2 separate regions of the Rattus norvegicus genome follow, and region 1 is linked to region 2. Evidence: chromatin contacts called from public Hi-C data. All regions are on one chromosome and are shown on one strand. The core of a region is the stretch at or near the end of the contact, and the rest is flanking DNA. Distances in the headings are between cores, read along the strand shown. Region 1 overlaps Dcun1d4 (defective in cullin neddylation 1 domain containing 4). Region 2 holds the start of Lrrc66 (leucine rich repeat containing 66).

Evidence for each region. A called contact is a pair of places that touch in the nucleus more often than the background predicts.
Region 1: a Hi-C map of psoas muscle shows a contact between it and region 2, with 2.4 times the contacts expected there. The contact joins the enhancer-like site here to the promoter of Lrrc66 in region 2. A contact is called at or near these places in 8 of 12 Hi-C or Micro-C datasets (the A7r5 cell line, the Rat2 cell line, Schwann cells and 4 more) and 1 of 1 datasets of contacts at active chromatin or transcription factors (oligodendrocytes).

Annotation. Positions count from the first base shown.
Region 1 is chr14:35,010,856-35,013,585 of GRCr8, reverse strand. It overlaps Dcun1d4 (defective in cullin neddylation 1 domain containing 4), which reads left to right. Exons shown (of 11, transcript NM_001108359.1): 9 at 1,089-1,193. Among named protein-coding and RNA genes, the nearest start is that of Dcun1d4, 65 kb to the left of the region's middle. Within about 2 kb of position 1,460, at least 7 of the 93 cell types and tissues checked have an H3K27ac peak or open chromatin away from gene starts, as enhancers often do.
Region 2 is chr14:34,931,630-34,934,329 of GRCr8, reverse strand. It overlaps Lrrc66 (leucine rich repeat containing 66), which reads right to left and starts at 1,349. Exons shown (of 5, transcript NM_001008763.2): 1 at 1,317-1,349. It overlaps Sgcb (sarcoglycan, beta), which reads right to left. Exons shown (of 6, transcript NM_001191068.1): 6 at 1,669-2,700.

The sequences.
Region 1 (2,730 bases), core at 211-2,710, 79 kb before region 2:
TGAGCAGAAACCATCCTGTACATCTTTCTTAAGTGCCAAGTTGCTGTACCTTCCTTTCCGTCGTTAGTGTGTTGAGTGAGGCTCGTTGCTGTACCCACTTTAAGTCCTCTGAGGATCAATGGCACGAGTAGAAGACTCACTATATACTGACCAGCACGTCACTGCTCTTGTCAGGAGGTATGGGTGGCCGACAGTGGTCGCAGTGTGGTTCCTTAATGTGGTGGACACTTGACGCTCTACTCCAGTGGGATAGCCAAGCCTCACCCCTTTGTAGAAAAGTCTTTTTGCAGATTCCACTCTAGTTGAACCACACGAAAGAGAGCTGTAGATGTGTGAGCCTGCCCCCTGTGTTGGAGAATATTTTTCCCTGTATGAACAGCCTGCCTGTTTAGGTTTTAAAATGGAAATGCGTGTGAAACGAGAAATAGAATCTTTAATTACAATTAAAAGTGGAGTAAGCTGCTCTGCATGTACATGCGTTCTGATTTCCAATTTCCCATGGTCAGTAGACACTGGGCTAGGAGTCAGGTGTATGACACACAGACCCGGCTTCCCTAAAGCAGCTGGATGATTGGGAGAAGCTCCAGGGCTCCAAACCTTCCTAGGAGCTGAATTTAGTTCCAGTGTATTTAGGTAGAAGAGAAATATTTATCACACAAAATGAAGTTAAATAAGTCTCTAGGGAAACCCAATTCAAAGTACTCAAAAGCAGAATCCTTGAGTCCACTGAGTCCACTGCGGGGTTCTGGTCAGCAATTGAAACTCTGGTAATTATCGTAGTGTAAGACAAGCAGCCATGATTTTTATTTGCCCAGGAGATGACTATAGATACCACTGCATGATAGGCAAGGCATTAGGGTAAAGTTATTCTCTTGGCATCAGTCTTTCTCAGAATAAATGTACCTGTGACACTCAGTTGTCAGTTTTCCATTGTGTTTGGCTGCCGTCCTCCCCTTCAGGGTTTCATGACGTGTAATAAATGATCCATTTGTTTACCAACTTCTTGCTAAAGGGAACTACATGTTTGGTTTATTAGAGTTTGTGATTTAGAAGCATCTGGCTTACTTTTGTTTTTGTTTGTTAAACAGGAAAAGGACCAGCGCAGCCTAGACATAAACACTGCCAAGTGCATGTTGGGACTGTTATTAGGAAAAATCTGGCCCCTTTTTCCAGTTTTTCACCAATTCTTAGAGGTACCAAGTTACTACTTTATAAAATGTTATGTTTGCTTGCTTAGAACTAACACATACTTCATCTAACCATTTTATGTGATTTTTATTTGCTGTAGCTTTTTGCTCATAGAAATTGTGGTTCCCTGATTGCTGTCATCAGCAAGCTGCTGCATGGTTTGGAGTGTGTCTGTGTGTTCATATCTAGTTGTGTATCTGAACAGCCACAGCACTCCCTCTCTCCCCACAAGCCATGGAGACTCCACTGGCATCAGATCCCCAGTCTTAGTGCCAACAACTCAGGGTTACTTTCAGATGAATGTCCAGTCTTAAGCCAACATTAAACACAAGCCATCTTGTTAAACACGAACCAAAACTTGTTTGTCATCTCTTCATAACCACTCATGCCCAAGTGCCTGGCGGAGTACCTGGATAGCTGTGAGCACTGGACTAGGTACCCAGCAGTGTTTTCTACAGTTTAAATGTGCTTAGCCTAGTGTCAGAAACAACCAGCATTTCTCTATACTGTGGCTGTTTGCTTTCACAGTGGTCAAAAGTTTTGAGCCACCAATAATTGACAGTGGGTTTTGGTGAAATGTCCTTTTGCAGAACCTGAAGGAAGCGGAGACATGACTGTCGAGTGTGGCATCTGCTTTGCCCACTCCTACTCAAGCCTTTTGAAACATGGTCTTTGCTTTCAAGGACGAGTATAAGATTTGGGGACAATCTTGGGTCTTGCCCAATTCAATTCCCACTTGAAATAATCTTTCTTACTACTTGCTTTATGTAGTTAGTGGTCCAAAAAACAACTGATGTCATTTTTACTAGAAACTACTTCTCCTAGTCCTACTAGAACTGGGACTCTGTAAAAAGCCGATACAAGCTGCTTATTAATACTTGTTGGCAGGACGGTCTGCTCTACATATGAGCGGCTCTAGCTTCCATGACACGAGCCATCCCCACTGGAATAGGGATGGAAGTAGGTTCTTGTACACAGGGCCTTTAGTAGGATTTGAAGGTCCTTTGGCTAAAAGATGGGGCTGTGAGTAAATTTGGCATTACTTAGTCCCAGAAACTTAATTGGCTGTTTTGAAACTTCTAGACTTTTTATGCCTCAGAAGTTAAAGTCTGTGCTTTGCTCTCATGTAAGTTTGTATTTTTTTCCTTTTAGAAGGAGGGTGGCAACTCTTCCTTTCCAGCCTGTCCTGTGCCTGCATCCTCAACCATCGGCTTGCCTCTTTGCCTTTAAATATATATATATATATATATATATATATATATATATATATATATATATATACACACACACACACACACACACACACACACACACACACACACACACACACACACACTGGTTTTGATTTTTTATTTATTATCATAAGGATTTTTAAAATGTTAGTTCTGGATTTTGCTTTTGAATCTTTAGGATATCATATTAACCTCCCTGTAGCAGGTTTCTCGTCTAAGGGTGCTAGAGCATGTTTCTCCTAGTTTTTTTCTGAGAGTCCCCGCAAGAGTTCCCAGCTCTGAGCACTGGCAGCATTTATGTGGTCCCCAG
Region 2 (2,700 bases), core at 100-2,599:
TTAATAGCCTATAGTCCAAATTCCCAAAGTAGTCATTCAAAACTTCCGACTGTAGCTACCCTAACCCTAACCCTGATGAGCCACTCTTGTAGGGTAATTGCAAGCTGTGGTCTGGGTTAGGGATCTGTCTGTCCACCTCACAGTAAAATGGGTTTTTCTAATCTGCCTCTAATCCCCGATCGATGCCATTCGCTGCTGCGGTCTGAATCATGCACATCCATCAAGTCTCATCTTTGTGCGTAGGGTCTGAACCTGCCTTTCTCACAGTCGCCAATGAGCCTTTGCCTGCCCCCCCCCCCCCATGCTCAGTGAATATTGATGGAACAATTCAGTACCATTAGGGGTGACAGAATGCTAATGCTATCCACATTGTTAGCACACAAAGCAAAAGGAGAGCAAGGATCTCCCCCCTCCCCCAACGTGCGCCTCCTAGAGTTAAGGCTCTGGAATCTGCTGCTGTCTATGTTTTCTCACAAATGAATGCACAGAATGAAGGGCATTCTCCCTGTAACTTCCAAACTTTTGTTTCATGCAAGACTGACTCTCCCATATCTCAGAGGGCATCTAAATTTAGGTACAAAAACTGCAAAGGTGTCCTACCTCAGCGAGGAGTAAATGATAGCATCCCCCTTACGCAATACCAAAAACTGAAGTCGTTTTCTTGGACAGAGAGACATTTATTTTGACACTAAGGTTGCAATCATTGCGCACACTACCGGATGCCAATCTGATGTAATAGTAGCAAAACAAAACACAAAACAAAACAAAAACAATGATCATAAGTTTGTACACTGAACAGGGAGGAGCAAGATGGGGTTCAAAGATACATTTTTAAAACAGGATATAAATGAAAGGTCTTTATAGTCCTTTCAAGGAGAAGAGACTGATATGTGGATAGATTTGCACTAAAAACAGGCAGATTAGTATAATTTTATGTCTAAGATGTAAAGAAACATTGTATTACATACAAATGTCAATGTGTGAGGCAAAACAAAAACAAAAAGCAAAAGCCCCCCAATTAACAAACCAATCAACCAACCAGACAACAGCAGCAGCAGCAAACGCCACAAACAGAGCACTCCAGAGGAAAGGACAGTGATTAAGGAGAAGGTGTCTCTTTAGATCCCTTCAGGTTCAAGTGCGAGGAAGCAGTTAGAAATAACTGGAGACGTGTGTACGTCAGAGTGAGGCAGAGAAGGTAACAGGAAAAACCCAAGTAGAGAAAAGATTAATTCTTTTCTAGGAAATTGGAAAAAGAAACTGGAAACTGAGTGAAGTCCTTCAGGTAATCAGACCCGGGATTCCGTCCCTGGGGCCTACCTTAGGTGGTTTCTAACTGGTCTGTCTCCAGCTGATCCAGCCAGGGGTGGATTTTAAATCTGTGCCCTTGAGGCTCCGCCCACCTCACCCGCTCTGCAGCCAGCCCAACCCTTTCATCTCTGGGCTCTGCCCTTACGGAGTCCACACCATTTCCTGGGCCACTGGGGAGAAGCCTTCTTATAAGGCCCAGGAGGTGAGAGCATCTAAACTGCGAATGGGCAGCTTTCTACCTCTGACTGCAGAAAGGTCGAGTAAACAGGTCTCAACACCCCCTCCTCCCCTATATTTAGATTCTGTGTGTTTGTGCTAATGTAGAAGCTCATTAATAAAGTCATGAAGAAACCAATAGCCAAGTTCTCAGCGTTTTATTGTAAACAGAGGTCATCAATCAGAAATACATAGGTATATTTTTTGTATGGCATAACTTGTAAACTTTGTCCCTCTTGATGTCATTCGAAAGATTATAATGACCAGCACTTCAATGGTCTCCTCTTCATTAAGTTTAACACAGTAATTATAACCCCTTTATAAAAACACTCATCAAAACCAGGTAGAAATTCTACCTTTCATCATCAAAACTAGCACACAAAGTTTATTTTGCTTCTGTCACAATGCAAAAAGATTGCCAATAAAGCGATTAAAAGACTGCTGACGTTGGCAGGTAGCTCTTGCTTTGTGTTGTGGATGCCCTCCCTCCACTGGACAATCCAGAACGAATCTTACTTTTATTTTTTTCTATCTCTTTGCATTGATATTCATCTCTAGAATACTGTCCTTACTTTAAATGTGTGTTTGTTTTCCTCCCTGGGTTCCTCCTGCATCTACCTTCCAGAGGCCTGCAGTAAGTCCTCTCAGTGTGGTACATTCAAAACAGATGAACACATGAGAGGGAATATGCCCCCTGGTGGCCCGATTTAACAGTGCGGCTTCCCTGTACGCCAAGCTTGGCTTGGGCAGAGCTTCCAAGTCAGTGTGTCAGTCAGTGGGTTTACCACAGTGTGGTCTAAAATACCATACTTAGTAAGCACGAGTTTTACAAAGCATCAGGATATTCTCAAACTACAAAGTGCTCAATGGAGATGTATCAAAACACAAGTGTTTCTCACAGACATGTAAAAATACACTTTTTAAAAAAATGAATTGCATTTAGTAAATAATACTTTGTAATATAGTGTTCTGTGGATTTAGTAAAAATATTTATTTAAAGAAATTCTCAAAACAAATTTAAATAGAACATGTAACAAATGTACAATTTAAAAATACACTGAGCATGGAAAGGAGAATTCCAAGCATGATTTTTCTGAGCGTTATTTAGTTATTAAACAATACTTGAATATATCCAGAGGTATAAATTGCTCTCTTTCTTTACATCTAAAATCT